Linked DNA regions of Salvelinus alpinus: region 1 is linked to region 2. Evidence: chromatin contacts called from public Hi-C data. All regions are on one chromosome and are shown on one strand. The core of a region is the stretch at or near the end of the contact, and the rest is flanking DNA. Distances in the headings are between cores, read along the strand shown. Region 1 holds the start of LOC139568784 (microtubule-associated proteins 1A/1B light chain 3C-like). Region 2 holds the start of LOC139568777 (mitochondrial import receptor subunit TOM20 homolog).

What was found. Hi-C and Micro-C count contacts between places; a contact is called where the count stands out from the background.
Region 1: a Hi-C map of red muscle shows a contact between it and region 2, with 13 times the contacts expected there. The contact joins the promoter of LOC139568784 here to the promoter of LOC139568777 in region 2. A contact is called at or near these places in 3 of 3 Hi-C or Micro-C datasets (liver, muscle and red muscle).

The regions. Positions count from the first base shown.
Region 1 is chr2:129,651,589-129,654,884 of SLU_Salpinus.1, forward strand. LOC139568784 (microtubule-associated proteins 1A/1B light chain 3C-like) reads right to left here and starts at 1,592. Exons shown (of 4, transcript XM_071390865.1): 1 at 1,372-1,592; 2 at 1,235-1,290; 3 at 1,039-1,145; 4 at 435-798. The coding sequence starts at 1,432. The coding sequence ends at 591. LOC139568783 (striatin-like) reads left to right here and starts at 2,296. Exons shown (of 17, transcript XM_071390864.1): 1 at 2,296-2,668. The coding sequence starts at 2,447.
Region 2 is chr2:129,471,375-129,474,773 of SLU_Salpinus.1, forward strand. LOC139568777 (mitochondrial import receptor subunit TOM20 homolog) reads right to left here and starts at 1,678. Exons shown (of 5, transcript XM_071390856.1): 1 at 1,352-1,678; 2 at 125-171. The coding sequence starts at 1,475.

The DNA of each region.
Region 1 (3,296 bases), core at 342-2,841, 180 kb after region 2:
TTGAAGGCAATGTCCAAGTCTACACATTTTTGGGAAATTAAATGAAGGAGCATGAGTGACAAAAATAAGTGCAATATGCTGAAATCACTGCACCATGTTTGCTAAAGTACTAAGTTATCCCAATTTCAGTTTGTGACCAAATATTGTACCACTGAAGTGTTCGCAGTTGCAGATGAGAACTTGTTCTCAACTAGCCTACCTGATTTAATTTATTTAAAGTCACTTTTCAATAATGAAACATTTCTCAGCTGCTTTAGTCTGGCATACAAACCAAAAAAGGAAGCAAAACCTCTAAAATAAAGCACAGATCTACGCTTCTTAAACATGTTTAACAAGAAAAACCTACACCTCCCATTTCTATGCGAAATTGTTTTTTTAGCCCAAAAAGTTAAATATTGCCGCTTTAAGCAATGTAATACAGAGCATGGTCGTCAAAAGTTTGAAACATTTATTACCTTAAAAACAATATACAAAAACATTGAGTAATATTAAATATCCATATATTGCATTTTATATCTATACACGAAGTTCAGTTATTGGGCCTGCCAAAAGCCGAGGCCTCACATTATCCAATCGTGCAATTTGTCTTCTCAAACATTTCCAGCAATTGGCAATGACTCCTCATGGATTTCAACACAATTACCAAACATTTCTTGAGAAGCATAGGTCATGTAGAGAAAGCCATCGTCATCTTTATGGTCCTTGTAGACTTGCGCCATGGTAAGAGACATGCTGGCCAGGCCACTATTATTGATGAGCAGGTAGAACGCTTGACTCTGCATCAGAGACATACGATTTCTGAAACGAGAACGTGCAGAAAGTATTGACAGGACGTAATCAAATGTAGAAATTATCTTGCACAAACTCAAGTAATTTAAAAGTAGTGACAGTCGCGCGCGGCACTCGAGGCTGATTCATATCAGGTGTTAACCAAGTTTGAAATGATGCACGAGTTCTTAACCAAACATTGAAGACATGATTTAAGTCATGTCACGTTAAATAACATTTTCAGCAAAACGTTTCTCAAAGGAGACACACCTTATAATGGTGACAAACTGAGTCATGGACAGTTCTTGGGGGACCAGGAATTTCGTTTTATCAAGAGGCGGCAAGTACTTCTCCCGTTGATACCTTTCAATTATCACCTGTGTGTGGGTGGAAATGTCACTTTTAGAAGGTGCAAATTCAATGGAACTTCAGGGTCGAATACGGTTTTAGAAATAAGCGAACTTACCGGAATTTTAGTTGGAAACTTTGTTCGGATCCCCGCGACCTCCTGTTTTCTCGTGGCTGTTTGGGATGGAAAACGTGGATGAGATTATAAAGCAACGCATAGCCTACCACATGCAAAGCAATACATTCAATAATCACCAAAGCTTTTTCTCTGCTTGAAGGACTTGGGGTGCTGTGGTTTCTCAAATGGAGGCATCATGTGGGCAAGTGGCTCCTCTCTTCAATTCCTGCTGTCTGATCTAGGCTGTACAATTTAACCATGTAGATCAGCCAACAGAAATTAAATAGTGTGGTTGCAGTGACGTATCACCTGATTACCAATGGGGTTGTGTCAGCACGCTTCATATGGCTAATGAATTGACCGTGCGTAATGACTCGGCTGTGTGTAAAACCAATCCAAATGGTTAAGATCTAATAAATGACCTGATTGTAATGTTTCATGTAATTGATGTTTGAAAATAAGACTGTTTGAATTACTAAACATTATATAGAGGTAATTTAGTTATTAAAATATCTTACACACAAATCATATATAGAGGCCTTATAATCTTCTCACACTAAAGTAGGCCCTACATCATGTGTGGGCAACATTTTGTTTAATGTATTTTCGTGGATTTCAAAGGACGTGAAATTCAGTCAGGGGGTCGTGGATGATAGGCTTGGGTGTGTGTGCTATGTAAACAACTCGATGAATGGCTCTATGGAATGCATAGATACATTAATGGAATGTGCTATAATATATGAAATATGGCTACCACAGACACACTTCTGTAGCATACATTATGACATTTTCAATTTAAGTTACAAAAAAATATACTCCGTAGGCCAATTAAAGAAAATGACATAAAAAAAAAGAGAACAAGCGCATTTTAGGTTGAAAATGCAGCTATATCTTCTTTGAACTTCAAATTCCATCATACGTAGGATACAACAGTTGTCAACAGCGCATTTATATCCGGTTGGCTTATTCCAGTGTGAATCGTGTAAATCGACCAATGGGTAAAGAAAACACTGGATGTGGGTGGGAGCTGAGTGTGAACGTCATCAATTGACAGCTGGCTGCTCAGACATGAACGTGCCTGCCCAGTAGAGAGAGCTGTAGGTAGCTATTTCCTTTCCATTTCATATCACAGGGGCGGTTAAAGGAAAACCCATCCGTCTGAGCACAGTCGTGCCAGCTTGTGCGAACTGAACCCACACACCTGGCCTGGGCATGGACGAACAGGCAGGGCCCGGCGTGTTCTTTAACAACAACAACAACAACTCGGGTTTGCCAGGCGCTGGCAAAGGACCGCAGCAGCCGGGCGACGTCGGTGGCGGAGAGGCGGCCAGGGCTCATTACAACATTCCGGGGATATTGCACTTTCTGCAACACGAATGGGCCCGCTACGAGGTGGATAGAGCGCAATGGGAGGTGGAGCGAGCCGAATTGCAGGTAAACCACGTCAAAATGCCCTGCTTATTTTTGGTGGGGGGGTTACGTTGTTGAGTCTGCCCTAGGAAGATTGAAATTTGTGTCAGGAAGCTTACTCGCGCGCTACGGTCTTTGTGGCGAGAACTGCTCGAGCTACGTAGCTACTAGAGTAGTCTTGGTCGGATGACGTTTGTCGCTATAGCACAGGTTTCCCGACCTCGGTCATGGGAAACCCTGTGCTAAGTCGGTTGAATAATATAAAAATGATTCTGATGAACAGTGAAGTTGATTCATGCACTCAAAAGTCAGTGACATGAGTCTTTATTGTGCCTTATGACTTCTCTTAAATGCCATGTCGTAAATATATCAGAGGTAAGGCTTTTAGCATAATGTGATGTGCAGGCCTTGATTGAGTTGTAGCTCGCAGTGTAAAAAAATAAATATATAAACGCAACAATTTCTAAGAATTTACTGAGTTACAGTTAATGTAAGGAAATCAGTCAATTGAAATAAATTCATCAGGCACTAATCTTTAGATTTCACATGACTGGTAATACAGATATGCATCTGTTGGTCACAGATACCTTAAACAAAAAGGTAGGGGCATGGATCAGAACCAGTCAGTATGTGGCGTGACCACCATTTGCCT
Region 2 (3,399 bases), core at 428-2,927:
CCACTTGAGGTCATTGGAGATTATTTTCCACAAGGTATCATCTGAAGTGTACTAGACATTACTTCTTTAGACGTGTGTTCATTGAGGAAGAATTGAAATAGTACCTTGAGGGGATTTTACTCACCTTTGACAGTCCTGTCCCCGGTTTTGCAGATGCCTGATTTCTCCTCCCTTGGGCAGAGGTAAACGCAATCACTGTTAATATAAATAGCTTTGGGGATTGCTCCTGTTTGTACTTAGACAACTTAAGTTTCTCAGGCAATGCTACAATGCAAGACTATGATTAGGAACAGTAAGGAAGTCCCATTAACATCCTAAATTGACACCCTTAAGTACAACTTCGGCTTTGAACAAAGCTCCAAAATAATCCACAACCCTTCTGATATCCCTTGATAAAGTGGTTTACCCGGGTCAGAATCAGGAAATATTTAAGTGTAGCTGCTAAGTAGCAAGTCACAACTAGTGATTAATGACAAAAAGGCTAACAGAGGAAAATGGCTCATTCAATTGCAGTAAAGCCGGTGTATAAAGCATTGTGGCCAGCTGACAGCCAAAATCCATCTTTCATACTGTAGTCCAGCTACAATTGTAGTCTAGTTAATGTGGGACTGGAATGTGATCTGTATAGGATTTTTATTGTGACATGCATCCATATGTGTATTCTAATTGGCTCCTGTATTAGAGTGAGGGATTCTGGGTTGAAGACGAGGCAGAACTGCCATTATGTAGTGTGTGGAGGTGTATTTATTTGATAACCCCTTATGAGTTATGCAGTCGCATCATTAAAGTTTGCAGTCTAACGCTCTGAAGGCGCATTATCAGCTTCTTCATACCGACAACCCACGGCCTTACATGAGTAGTAGGCCTGGATAGAGTAACACCAGGGATATCCAGGTTGCTTTTAATCCTGCTTGGCAAACTCTATGTCTGATATGGCTAGTAGCCTAGAATGGTTGGTTTAGGTTACATAGCAGTTCAAAACACACCATCAATGAATGAATCAGGGTAGGTGCAGCTTTCCATGTCTGAATTCAACTAACAGAACGCTTGTTGTGAGTGAGTAGGAAGTACATTAATACATGATAAAAGAGGTAGTTAGCTGAGAAACGCTCAACTCTATATAAGAGAACAGAGTTGAGCGTTCCTATGCTAGGAGCTAGCTAGGTTAGCACTGGCTAGTTAAGTGCAGGACTTTTGGGGTTTGCAGTGCGCTGACAATTAATGAATCAGATCTAATGCACAAACCATTAACGTTACCATTAAAGCTTCTATACTTCGCCAATTGGGAATAGTTAAACGAGTTCGCAAACAGAGACCGGAGCGGGTTGCAAAGGACGCGGACAACACTCACGTTCTCGCAGCCTGTTCTTGAAGTTGGGGTCACTCCGCCTTTTCCTGTCGAAGTAGATGCAGTAGCCGACGAACAGAGCCCCGCAAACACCGGCGGCTATCGTGCTCGATTTACCGCCCATCATCACTTCCGAAATGGTTGATATTTCTATGTTAACAAAGATAATATTTCAATTTTGGCTTATATCAAAGATGGTACATGACCTCACACAGGCGCAAGTTCGCAGCAAAAAGGACCAGTAGGACCACTGACTAATTTGACAGCTAGGGTGTCCGCATTGAACGCCTGATAGAAAATAAGACACCTTTAATTCCCAATCACATGATATCTCCGATAGCGTATGCATTTGATTGAATATAAAGTGTTGGATGTTGTTGAACCCAGATGGGGGGGGGAAATGTGTTAGGATTTCTTCAAATCAATATAAGTAGTAGTCTGTCGCATTGAAATGTAAGTGCCACAAGGGTGCAGTAGCAATTCATCAAAAAAAGAAGCAGCAGGCAAGTGATCACATTTTATACAATTAAACAGTATTTTCTCCAGAGTAACAAAAATAGAAACAATTTAACTACAACTCTAGGTATTTTAACTAATCTGGGGTAGACTACACAGCAGCAAACAATGGCCAAGTGAAATATTGAACAGTAGGCTACATGGTGTGGCACAATCATTTAGACTAGCAAGAAAACATGTACAATTTTGCTTTCGCTATGACCAATTCATTTACGAAAAATGATGCCAGTTGCTCTGAGCCTTGCTCCTATGCCTCTCTGGCCTTAGTTGGCACTTTTCATCTCCCAGATGATAGCTAATCCCTAGAAGTGCCGCTCAACAGAACAGATGGTCGGCTGCATTACATGTGCAAGGCCAGGCTGCTGCAAAAATATACCACCTTGACTATTAGGCTTCTGAGGGCACATGCTCAGACCTGCAGTAATACAAACCATCAGGCATGTACATCCTTACATGGTATTACATCATCACCATACTGTGTCTGGTATTACGTGCACCTTTGCCTTTAAATGGCAACCGAGTCGTTCTGCACCCTTGCACCATTTCTGTGGCCGGTTGTTGTGGTTACAGTTTATTAAAGGAATAACTGAACCTTAGAGATTGGCGTCATTGACCACACGCCGCCGGTTGACAGGATTTTGGAAGGGTGTGTGTGCTTTTGGGGGGGGTTCCAGTTAAGCTGTGGGTGTGTGCTTGTGTGCGTGCATGTGTTTGTACAAGTGTGTGTTTGAACAAGTGTGTGTACACCTTCATACCTTTATGTATGTCTCTATGTGTGTGTGTATGTGAGCATGCATTGCATGTGTACTTCTTCATACTTACGTGTGTGTGTGTGTGTGTGTGTGTGTGTGTGTGTGTGCATGTATCAGTGGAGGCTGCTGAGGGGAGGATGATTCATAATAATGGCCGGAATGGAGTGAGCCGTCCTTCCCTCAGCAGCCTCCGCTGGCGTGTATGTGTATGTGCGTGCATGTGTACACTTGTCTGTGGACAATTTACATGGCAGGAGGATTATCCGTCAGCCCTGTCGTCTCTCTCGCCAGCGGCTTAGCAGCCCGCACCTGGCATGCAGCTGGCTGAGGGTTGGCGAAGAATTCGCCCCTCAGGGACATCTAGCTCCGCCGGTGCCCGGGCATGACGCGAGGCGGCTCAGCCAGAGGCTCGTCGTCTCACGGCGGTGGGTTATTATTACCATTACTCAATCGTTCCTGGAAGCTGCTTTGGAAGCCCTACTGTATGTGATCCCAGTGCGTGTGTGTTCGGAGCTCTCCTAATCCATGCTGTCATCCCGGGCCACATTATACATGTCTGTATCAATTCCCTAGGAAACAAGTACTCTTGTCATTTGCTGGGACTCAGGCAGATCTCATGTCCTTATGTCGATGTGGGTTGGAGGTTTGGATAGAAAGACCACGACACACGCACCAGAGACTGTTTAGGGATGTTGTACAAATAATGGTTGTTGCAAAACTATCTTTCAATCAGATAGTAGAATTATGTAAGACTTTAGGGTTTATAAAGAGAACCAACCAATG